Regions from separate parts of the Mus musculus genome. Here region 2 is linked to region 1. Evidence: chromatin contacts called from public promoter capture Hi-C data. All regions are on one chromosome and are shown on one strand. Each heading gives the region's core, a stretch centred on a gene start, on an enhancer-like site or on the middle of the called end of the contact. The rest is flanking DNA. Distances are from core to core; before and after follow the strand shown. Region 1 holds the start of 1700016B01Rik (RIKEN cDNA 1700016B01 gene). Region 2 holds the start of Cryba4 (crystallin, beta A4).

Region 1 (5,592 bases), core at 1,646-4,145:
GCTCTGGGATGTCAAGTTCAATTAAGGGGAAGGGACTTTTGGTCACAGGCTTGGCTTTGTGAGGGTAGGGCTCTAGCACAGTGCTAAGCCTTGCCTGGAACATCCTGGGGTCAGTTTCTGGGACCACAGAGATCTAAAGCAGGTGAGGACATGAGATGGGGCTGCTAAGCAGAGGGAAGAGCAGTGCAAAGGCCCTGTGGCTGTCTGTGCCCTGGCAGTGTGAGGAAGGAGGTGTGCTGCAGGGATTGAGGGAGCAGAGTGGTGGGCTGGTTGATGAGAGTCCCAGGGGGACTTGGCAGGGTCAGGGTGTGTGGCTTTTTCTGAGGTGGGGTTTGTTGCAGACTTTGGGGCTTCAAAGGGACCCCCATCTAAGCTGAGTTTTGATAGGGATCTCCCACTATCAGGACCTTCTTGTGAGCGCCTGATTGGAGAGGATTTTTTGAGACAGGGAAAGGACATTTGCAGCCATTCACCCTCAGATGCCATTTAGCACACATGGCATGTAATAACTCCTCCCTGAGCAAAGAGGGAGAGGTGCTGGAAGACCACAGCTAACACCACTGGGGCACTGAGCTATCGGGTTCCAGCAACTGTTTTCCTTGGTCTCTACCTGCCCTTAGGGGTATTCAGCTTCTTTTCCCCAGTTCCTTCCCTCCCTCCCCCTCCCTCCCCCATTAATTCTCCCCCCTTCCTCCTCCCCTCCCTCTCTCCCTCGATTCCTCTCTCCCTTCCTCCCTTGTTCTCATTTCTCTTTTTCCCCTTTTCTTTTGAGACAGCATCTCACTATGTTGCCCAGGCAGGCCTTGAACTCTCAGGCACAGGTGCCCCCCCCCCCAACCTTCTAGGTGATGAGTTTATAGATGCACATCATTGTGCCTGTGTGCATTTCCATGCCTGTAGGCCTTTAAGATAGACCGTGGATGGACATTTGAAAATCGAGAGGTCAAGCTGCTCATGTATGGTAGCCCCCAGAACTCCCAGGCAGAGGCGGGGCGATCTTGATTTTAAGGCTAGCCTGGGGACCCACTTGCTTTTGAGTTCTGAGGCTGTTGGTGGCCATGTACGCGTCATGGAGTTAGTTAGCTCTCTGCCTCTTGGTCCCTCTTGTGACTTACATAGAGGAGAAATGCCAGAATGTTCTTGGAAACATGGCTCAGTACCTGGCCATGCAGGAACTGAGGGACTCAGCCAGCACAGATTCATTCTCTCTCTCTCTCTCTCTCCCTCCCTCCCTCTTCCTTCCTCCCTCCCTCCCTCCCTCCCTTCCTTTCTTCCTTCCTTCCTCCCTCCCTCCCTCCTTCCTTCTCTCCTTCCCTCCATCCTCTCTCTCTCCTCCCTCCCTCTTCCTTCCTTCCATCCTTCCTTCCTTCCTTCCTCCCTCCCTCCCTTCCTTCCTCCCTCCCTCCTTCCTCTCCCTCCCTTCCCTCCTTCCCTCCTTCCTTCTCTCCTTCCCTCCATCTTCTCTCTCTTTCTTTCTTTCTTTCTTTCTTTCTTTCTTTCTTTCTTTCTTTCTTTCTTTCTTTCTTTCTTTCTTTCCCTCTTTCTTTCTTTCTGGAAAGTACTGATGGGGAAAAGCCATAAGTTCTGGGACAAAGCTCCAGGCCTGTCCCTGCCCCCAACCCCTGCCCTTCACCTTTGCTCTAAGCAGGCGAGAGAGCCAGGGGCCTGCTGACAGTCTTTCTTTGCCCTGGTTTCTGCCATCCTCCTGTGTAAATCCAGCTGCCTGTGCCCGAGTCAGAGGACTTCCTGAAAGGCCCTTGGCTGCAGGATGGCCCTCACACTCTGGTCTGTGTCAGGCTGCAAGGTTTTCAGAGTGAAAACTTGTTGCTCTGCCTTAATGTCAGCTGTTTCCTTTCTGGTCACACTGTGCCTTCCCTCTGCCATGTCCTCCCCCACATCTGGAGGAAGGTGTCCCCTGCACTAAGCCAGTGCCAATCAGATCACTCCTTCCTTCCTTTGCCACAGCAATTGGCTTGGAGATGGAACTTAGACTTATTCTTGCCAATGAGTTCCATCCTGCGCATCTGTGTCTATGCTGGGTGCAACAGTCAGCACAAGGCAGGGTCTGCTGCAGTAATAGGCAGCCTTGAAGTTTCAGCAAGGGCAACCCAAGCTCTTTGGGCCCTCCTTACTGTTCCCTTGATCCATGTTCAAGGGCACCAGGTGATGGGTGGTACCTCACCTCACCAGGCATCAAGGATGAAAATGTGCAGTCACGGAGGTGGGCTTTCTGAAGCTGGCCGAGCTGCTTAAGCATGGGGCCCTGTTGACCACCTTGGGCCCAGTTCTGTCTCAGAGAAAGAGTTCCTCTCCCTACTATGCCTCCAGCCCTCCCTTCTTGTGTACCTCGATTGGATTCTAAGGGTTGGCTCGAGTGACAGCCTTGCTTGCTGCATCCCCAGACTCACTTCCACAGTGTCTTGGCATAGAAGGGGCTAGGGAAACACCTCACTACTTAAGCTTCTCTCAGCAGGACTGAGGCCCAGAGCTTGGCCCCCAGAACTCACATGAAAGACAGATGTGGGTGAATGTGCCATCCCAGAGCCAGGGAGTCAGAGGCAGGCAGATGCTAGGGTTCACTGGCCAGCTTAGCTTACCTCTAAGGCTGACCTCTGCCTGCCACACACATTCACACACTTGCATACAGAAGGAGCTCTTTATGAGCACACAGTAGGAGGCATCCTTAAGCACACAGTAGGACATACCTACAAAGCCATAAGTGCTGGTACCACTAAGGTAAGCATCTGGAACCTAGGCTAGTAGTTACCTGGGCCATTTCAGGGAGCTCTGTCTTGGCTGTGGCCCCCTCTGGGGTGCACTTTGTTGAGCTGAGCTGGGTTGGGGAGGGGCTCGGAGAGAGGGTTGGTGTCTCCCTTGGGGTCACCAGGGGTCAATGAGCAGGGGTTGGGCTTATGAATTTCCTCTCAGGGCCCCAGACAATGGGGGCTTATTTGGTAATGTTGTTTCCTTGGCAACCATCTCTGTTCTGGAGAGTGGAGGTACTGGGGGTGGGGGAGGGCTGTGGAGAGAGAGGGGTTGCTGGAGGGGACACCTACTTTTAAGGTGCAAAACAGAGGCTAGTCTGTGTGGGTGTCTTACCTTCTCTGGAACTTGTCATTTCTAGGACAATTCCTTGCATTTTAAGGACATCTAGAGAGCTGAGTTTGAGTTTAGACATCTAACTCACTGTGTGACCTTGGGTCGATGACTTGCCCTCTCTGAATTTCAAGTTTTTCTCCTGTGAAGTAGGGGTAATTCTTTGTAGGGTGATTTGGGAGAGACAAGCACATTATGGGGCGTGACAGAAGGCCCTTCTGAGCACTTGTTTCTCATTTGATTGGTTCTTACTGCTTGGATTTAGTCACCTCCTTGGTCAGCATCTTAGAGTCACTGTTGTTGTGATGAGACACCACAACCAGCATGGGGAGGAAAGGGTTAATTCTGCTCACACTTCCACACCACAGCCCATCACCAAAGAAAGTCGGGAAAGGAACTCAAGCAGGGAAGGAACCTGGAGGCAGGAGCTGATGCAGAGGCCATGGAGGGTGCTGCTTACTGGCTTCCTCACCATGGCTTGCTCAGCCTGCCTTTTTTTTTTTTTTTTTTAAAGATTTATTTATTTATTTATTTATTATATGTAGCTGTCTTCAGACACTCCGGAAGAGGGAGTCAGATCTTATCACGGGTGGTTGTGAGCCACCATGTGGTTGCTGGGACTTGAACTTCGGACCTTTGGAAGAGCAGTCGGGTGCTCTTACCCACTGAGCCATCTCACCAGCCCTCAGCCTGCCTTCTTATAGAACTCAGGGCCACCAGCCCAAGGATGGCTCCACCAACAACGGGATTGCCACACCCATAATGGGCTGACCACACCCACAATGAACTGGCTCCACCCACAATGGGCGGGCCCCCATCAATCACTAATCAAGAAAACTGCCCATAGGCTTATGGCGGTATTTTTACATCAAGGCTTCTCCTCTTTGAGGACTCTAGCAGCACAGAAAGCTTCCAGAGTCACACAGATCTGGAATTTCTAAGGACCAAGGTGGTTGTTCTGGGAGCTTGGCTGCCGAAGGGTCTTCATTATTGGTCATGAGTCACTTTCTGGCATGTGAAGAGACTGAGGTCAAGTCTAGGGTGCCCTTGTCCTGTCTCCCTGCCGCACCCTCCCTGTATATGGATTTGAGTGCCTCATTCCTGGCTGCCAGGGCTGCTTTGGTGCTGAGGCAGGGGCGGCAGCCTTGCAGGGCTGTTTTGTATCCAGAACAACTCAGGAACTGGAACTCATCGGACCTTCACGAGGCTGGCTGCCCTAGGCTGCCTCCTGGATTCTGGCCACCCAAAGCATCAGGCTTCTCCATGGTCTTGGGAGCAGATTGGTGACTGGGTGGGGACCAAACTCACCCCAGTGCAAGACTTACACACACAACACCCAGCAAAGCCCTGTGAGAAGCCAATGCAAGGTTAGTTTTCATAAGGAGAGTTAGATGTTCTGGAGTTGGGGATGTATTTGTACTAAAAAAGTATTCTCTGATTGCTTTTGGCCACCTCACCTAGCCGGTTGCTTTACCACTTTTGAGACAGGGTCCTGCTCTACATCTGTGGTAGGCACGCTTCTGCTTCTAAGTTCTGGGATTGCAGATCAGTGCCAGCACACAGCAAAGACTTTTATATTTTTAAAACTAAAAATATTCCTTGCATGTGTGCCTGAGTAATATGTCTGCGAGCCATGTGTGTGTCAGAAGCCCATGGAGGTCTGAAGAAGTGTGGGATCCTTGGTACTGGGGTCACAGGCAGTTGTGAGCCATCGTGTGGGTGCAGGGAACCGAATAGAACCTCTGCAAAGTAGCCATGCTACAGACTCCGACCAAACAACTTATAACAATTTAATTTTCAATTTGGGGGCGCTGGGGATGGGACTCAGAGCCTGGCGCATGTGGGGCTGGGCTCCTACTGAACGCCACTCTATTATTCCTCGGAGGCAGGACTTGAACCTTATTGTACCCGCTTTATGTTTGGTAATAAAAGTCATGTGCCTGTGGGTCCCCTTAACGTGCTAAATGCAATACGCAAGCCTGGTGCTGGCTCTCTGCGCACACGCCCTTGGACTGCAGTTCCCATGATGGCCACGCGGTGTCGCTGTCGGCCCGCGATACCCGGGCAAGACGGGCTGGCCCATCCATCACCGGCCGCGGCGCAGACAATGCGGGGAGCGGCCTCGGCCCGCGCCCGCCCGCCCGCGCTGTCGGTACAAAGGATGCGCTGTTAACACGTGTACGGTAATGGGCTCCTCCACGGCCTCTTCCCGGGCCGCCCGCTCCCTGCCCGACGCATGGCCGGAGACATCCATCTAAATTATGTCACCCAGCTGTGAGCGGCTCCCTGCCCAGTCGGTCCGGGGCTGTGTGTGCCTGGCTTTCCTGGGCCACACAGCCCAGCATGAGAGGAACCTCTCACAGGTGAGCACCTACTGTGTGCTGGCTGGGCCCCAGCCACAGGACATGTGGCTTAGTCTATTTTAAAGAGGAACTTGATGCTTGTAAGGGTTTGTTTCAAAGTTGCGACGCCCTGCAGCTTGCCTGGGCTGCCTTA
Region 2 (6,157 bases), core at 3,359-5,858, 96 kb before region 1:
CCCTACCCATGTGCTTCTCAGCCATGTCTATGGACTCCCCCACAGCCATCAGCTCTTCCTGGGAGACAGGGCTGAAGCTCTGGGTTCCACCCTGCTCTAGGACAGCCAGTCTCTTCCTGGATGCTGTCCCTTCCCTGCACTGCCTCCTGCCCTCTAGCCTCACACCCTGTTCCTCCCTTCCTGTGCTCTCGTGCTTGGTTAGTTCACCACCACATGTGTGTATAGCATGGCTTTGCTCACCAGTGATGGTTCCCCCTCGGCACCATTGGGCACAGTACTGAACGCCTCACATCTTGACCTTAATGGTGGGACTAGCTGGGATTGGGATATCCCTCTAGAGTCTAGCTGGAGGGAAGGTGCCCTGCAGCCCCACACAGCAGTCAGCTCCCATCTGAGGCAGCAGATGGACAGGCACCTGGGTTACTAGATGTAGCCTTGTAAGCTCGCCTGTCTGCCTCCTTAGCACTTGTCTCCATGCCAGGTGCACAGGAGCTTCTCAGGCAACATCTGTTCAGAGAGCGAATGCCAGTGTGTGCGTGTCCTGAACCTCTCCCAGCCCTCCGCCCCTGGCGTCCTCCGAGGGCAGATGTGGGTGTGCAAAATAGCAGCCTGGCACTCGGGGTTGGAAGGCACAAGGAGAGGGAGTAGGGTGTTTCCATTGCTCCACGCCGGAGCTGTGCCTGTGGGCGTTGGGTGGAGAGGACTCTGGTCAGCTCCAATGCTACCTCAAGGAGCACAGACTTCTGGGTATGGGTCATGCCTGACTGCACTGTCTCCTGGAGGAAATCCACCAAGACTGTGCTGATAATTTACAAGCTACTGGAACTCTTGGGGCCCAGAGCAAGTTCCCTGGGTCCAGGTGGGTTCCCAACATCCTCTCTCTAGCTGGGATGAGCACACTCCTCCCAGGCTTCCTCAGGAAGACTGGATGCTCGGCTACCCACACATCTGGACCACATCTGGGGGTTTCAGCCACCCTCAACCTGTCTCTATTCTGGGAAACTCTTCCCAGAGGCTGTGCTCCTTTCCCAGCCATGTGTCCGTCTCCCTCCCTCTCTTGGTGAGGACCATTGCTTTCCTCTCTACCTCCCTGTAGCCCAGGCTAGCCTCCAACTCTCAGCAATCTTCCTGCCCCAGTCTCCAGAGTGCTAACTAGACAAGTATGCACCAGCAACCTTTCTGGGTTTGGCTTTCAGCCTGGCTCTGTCTTCGTCAGCTGCCCCACCTCTGTTTCTGTCCTCCTCTCAGTTCTCTGGTGGTGTGGCAGTCCCCTCTTACCTGTATTGGTGGACAGGCGGGTGCTGTGAGTGCCTCAGGGCCAACCCCCCATTTTATAGCCTGGCAGACATCAGGGTCTATAGTGTAGCACAAAGAGGCAGCTGGGTCAGCAAACCTGGATGGGGCCCATGGCCGGCTCTGCCCCATTACTGCCCAGGCTAGCATTTTCTATTGTTGGCCTGGAACACAGAGAAACCCTGGCCCTAACCCTGCTCTGACTGCTCTCTCTATTTCCCTGGCTGGAGACAGGCCCAGGGCCTTGCTGGCTGCCAGCCTAGACTAGGGAAGGGGGATGGGGGAGGAGGTGACCTGGGATAGAAACCGGCCTCAGTCAGGCTGCTTCACCCACCGTATGGCTTCTCTACCTCTAGGGGGTCTCAGTTTACAGGTACAGTTGACAATTCTCCCTGTGGATGCTGCCCAGAACTGAAGACAACATTGAACATGTTTTATAAGGGCAAGAAACGGGTTTTCAGTCCACAGGCCCGGTCCTGAGTGCTTCTGTGTGTTTGCAGCCTCTGGGGCTTTGCAGCACACCTGCCCTATCCAGATCCTTGCTGCACCCATTTCTTGGATGAGGAAGGCTGGGTGCAGAGGCCAGTACTGACCATGGCAAGCAGGAAGGCTCTGGCTATCCAGCCTTGGCCCTGACTGAGGCTTGCCTGAATTCCCTGTTCTAGGGTGGTGGGGTAGGGCTGGGTCTCAGGCTCAAGGGCTTAGCATTCAAGGCTTGGGTCCTTCTTAACTGCCCATCAGCTCCCACTGTCTGACAGCAGGGGATGCTGCCCAGGGTCAGGAACACGGAGACTCTGGGCAGCCTCACATCCCACTGTACCTGACCGGGCCAAGGGCCAGCATTTCACCCAGGACCTGGACCCTGGCAGGTTCCTGATAGTCTACTGGAGAGGGTAGGGACATCTGAGATGCAAAGGGAGGGGGTGATAGAGAGAAAGGTTTTTCAGAAGATGAAGGGAGGAGTCGATAAACGGACAGGGAGGAGAGAGCCCAGGGCAAAGGAGAAAACAGAACAGCCAGGACCGCCAAGCATCTTAGTGGACAAGTGAACGCCAGATGACCCACCATTTCCCCAGAGAAACTGAAACCCACACAGAACAGGAAGCTTCAACCTTGTTCCACAGTGTGAACCCCAAGTGGAGTGGAGCTGGAATCTGGCCAGGCCAGGCCACCTGCATTCTGTGTCGCCAACCCCAGTAGGAGTGCAGCCATCTGAGAAACCCTTCTCTGGGGAACCCAGGACCCCCTGTGGGGCCTATCTCTACTTTGTGGTCACCCTGGCCTAGGACCAGTGATGGCCCTGTCCCTCTACCCATGAGCCCTCTCCCTGCTGGCCTCCTCTGTGCCTTTCATCCTGGGCCAAGGCCTTGAAGGGCAAGCTGGGAACCACAGGAGAGGCCAACCACTGGGACTCAGGCCAAGGTGCCTGCGGTGGGGGCCACCCACAGATCTTGCCTCAAGGGCAGGCATCTGGGGCAGTTTTGTCCCCCGTCGTACCCCGACCCTCCTAGCGATGGGCAGCTTGCCAAAGGTTTGGGGAGATGGGAACAGCTTCCCTTGCCAGGCAGCTCTTCAGATCAGCTATTTATAGACGAGAAAGTGGGGTGGCTCCTTTGTCCCCTTCTGGCCCTGTTACCCATATTTTATTTCTTTTTAATATATTGAGACAGGGTCTCATGTAGCCCAGGCTGGCCTCAAGCTCTCTACGTAGCTGAGGCTAGACTCCCTGCTTCCACATGCCAGGTGCTGGGATTACAAGTGTACACCACCACATTGCTCTGTGGACTCTGTCCCTTCCCACATCTCTCATTCCAGACTCTGTGAGCTCTTGCTTTTGGGGAACTGCCATTCATAATAATACTATATTTTATGGCTGTCCAGGATGGCAAACATGGCCAAGACCCAGGTAATTCCCTTTGTTCTTAGAACAGGTACAGGCACTCTTCATCAGGAACATATTTATCATATTTATGTTCATAGCATCCTGTGCTTTCAGGCTAACCATTAAAGTTTGTGTGTGTGAGAGAGAGAGAGAGTGAGAGTGTGTGTGAGTGTGTGAGAGTGTGTGAGAGAGTATGTGAGTGTGTGTGTGTGAGTGTGTGTGAGACTGTGTGAGTGTATGAGTGTGTGAGAGTGTGAGGGTGTGAGAGAGCATGTGTGTGTGTGTGTGTGTGTGTGCACTCACATGGAGGTCAGAAGGTCAGAGGGTAACTTTCAGGAGTCAGTTCTCCCTACTACCCTGTGGTCCTGAGGATTAAAGTCAGGCTTGGAGGTACCCCACTGAGCTTTGTCTTTTTTATTTCACAGCACAACTGAGGCTTAGAGGCATTCACTGGGAACCTGCTCAAAAGTAATTAGCCCCCAGGCACGGGATGCAGACACAGGCTACTGGCTGTGGAGACTGCACCGGTCCACCCTTCCGGTCCACCCTTCGCCACGCCCTGAACGTGAGACAACTGTTCTGACATCCCAGGAAGGAAGAGATGTTGCTATTTTCCTGGCCATCAAAGGACTCGCTCTTTATCTGGGTCACCCAGTAGCAAGGCTGAGTTTTACCACAAGCCGCTCCTGCCATGCTACCCTCTCCTGCAACAGGACCCCTCAGAGGCAGGGATCAGGGGATTCCATATGCTTTGGGTGCTTATCTGGCATGCACTGCTTTGGGAAGCATGCTAGCAAGCTGCAGCGCCCCCCCCCCCCCCGCCCCGCCCTTTGCTTCTGCATGCACAGCCCTGGATGCTTCTGCCTTGTGGAGTGCATGGGTTCTAGCCCTGACCACCACTCTCACCTCCTGAGAAGAGTTGTACTGCTGGGTATTTGTTATCCAAAGCCCTTGCTCCAGGCCCCCAGGGTTTTGCTTAGAACCGGTTACTTCCAAGCTACTGTATACATTGTTTCCACTTTTTCAAAGAGTATCCTCAAGTGAAAGTGTGACGTCCAGCTAGAAGAGGCAGGGGCAGGTGAGGTGAAGGAGGAGGGCAGGCACAGAACTCTATGATCTGGCTTCTGTCTGTCCTATCATGCAGACAGACAGAAGGACACCCACCATCAAGATGATGTTGGGTCCCTAGTCCTGGACAGGAGTCCTGTGGAACCAATGGAAATAGGCTATCTACCCCTCATATTCCCTAGTGCTGACCCTGGGCAAGCCACCAGTCCTTCCCCACTAAAGGCAGAGCTGCTGACATGTCCACTCTGGGCCTTGGCCAGGACTGGCTTTTGTTTCTATCTCTGGCTTGCTGAGTCTGTGTTTGTCCCTTGGGGCCCCTGTTCCTTTCCTGCCTATAAGAGCCCTGACCTTGTCTGGTTCTGGTTCTGACGTGTGCTCTGGGCCCTTCTTGGTAAGTATGAGAGGGAGACAGGAGTGGGGCCGAGCTCTCTGGTGGCATCATCCTACAATATCAATCTTGGGGATGTCACTGGCTAACCCTGAATGCCATCACATCCCAGGAAGTCTACAAGTGTGTCAGACTGCTGCCTGTGACTCTTAGTTAAATGCCAAGATCCCCCTCCCCTATCATTTTGTGACCTGTGTGTCCACTATGAGAGCCACGCACTAGGCTAGCACTGCACTTTGTTTTGGTGTGTGTGTGCACTCACTTGTGTGTGTGTGTGTGTGTGTGTGTGTGTGTGTGTGTGCGCATGCATGTATGTATGTATGTATGTATGTATGTATGCATGTATGTATGTGCCTGTATGTATGTGTGCATGTGTGTGAGTGTGCATGTGTGAACTTGTGTATGTGTGTGATTGTGCACATGTGCATGTGGGTGTGTGTCTGTGTGTGCATGTGTGTGATTCATCCACCTCTCTCCACTCATCTGGCACTGCAGTCCACTGTGAGCTGGGCTGGAGACAATGGCACCCAGATGTGGCTGAGATTGGTGCTGTTTGCACGTGGGTGGGGTGGGAGAAGGATCGCCCCCGTCCTGGGATACCCAGACCCATCTTGATTCTGACACTGTCCAAGTCAGCCTTCAGTCAGAGATGCTGCTGGGAACCAGATGGAAGGTGACTGTGTTCTTCTCTCTGTAGGACCGTGCCAACATGACCCTGCAGTGCACCAAGTCAGCTGGACACTGGAGGGTAGGGAGTACCCTGGGAGGGGAGGGAAGGAAGTCGACATCTAAGAACCTCTTACAACAACTTCATTGAACCCCATCATCCTGCAGGAGGGCTACTGACTGCCTTGAGCCCAAGGCTCAGACTAGGGGGCAACCTGCCTGAGGCACGCAACCCGAGTTGGTCCCCACCCTTGAGTCCTGGCACACAATCATTCTACTGTGCTTCTCTGGCCGTGCTTGGCTTTGCAAAGGGAAACTAAAATCTGGGTGTGATAGCTTATGCCTGCCCTAGCATTGGGGAAGTAAAGGCAGAAGGAAGCTCGTAGGCTCAAGGCCAGCCTGGGTCTTGCGAGATCTTGTCTCACAAAAAATAATATAGCGGAGCCACATAAAAGCCTTTGATGAAGGCTTTGGGAAATGGAAGCTCTGCTTGTTTTCTTACCTAATGACAGTCAAGGGTGGAGACAAAATTGTGCTGTCCAGGATCCCACGGTCCACCTTGCTCACCCACCTGGCCCTGGAGGCATGTGACCTCTGCTTTACCTGTTTGACTCACTCTGAGTCCAGGGTAAGATCCTCTCTGCTCGCCAAACCTTGATGTCCACAGATTCCCTCCTTCTTTCCTGCACAGATGGTGGTGTGGGATGAAGAAGGCTTCCAGGGCCGACGGCATGAATTCACAGCTGAGTGTCCCAGTGTCCTGGAACTTGGTTTTGAGACGGTGCGATCTCTCAAAGTCCTGAGCGGAGCGTGAGTCTGTCTGGAGGGCATCGAGTCAGGGTGGTGGCCGGGAGGGTAAG

The links. Promoter capture Hi-C pulls out the DNA fragments that hold promoters and counts their contacts.
Region 2: a promoter capture Hi-C map of stem cell-derived epiblast-like cells shows a contact between it and region 1, with 2.9 times the contacts expected there. The contact joins the promoter of Cryba4 here to the promoter of 1700016B01Rik in region 1. A contact is called at or near these places in 1 of 39 promoter capture datasets (stem cell-derived epiblast-like cells) and 1 of 9 other capture datasets (adipose tissue).

What each region holds. Positions count from the first base shown.
Region 1 is chr5:112,153,530-112,159,121 of GRCm38.p6, reverse strand. It overlaps 1700016B01Rik (RIKEN cDNA 1700016B01 gene), which reads right to left and starts at 2,895. Exons shown (of 2, transcript NR_166436.1): 1 at 2,768-2,895.
Region 2 is chr5:112,250,969-112,257,125 of GRCm38.p6, reverse strand. It overlaps Cryba4 (crystallin, beta A4), which reads left to right and starts at 4,608. Exons shown (of 6, transcript NM_021351.2): 1 at 4,608-4,634; 2 at 5,329-5,379; 3 at 5,989-6,107. The coding sequence starts at 5,341. Crybb1 (crystallin, beta B1) reads right to left here and starts at 1,306. Exons shown (of 6, transcript NM_023695.3): 1 at 1,279-1,306.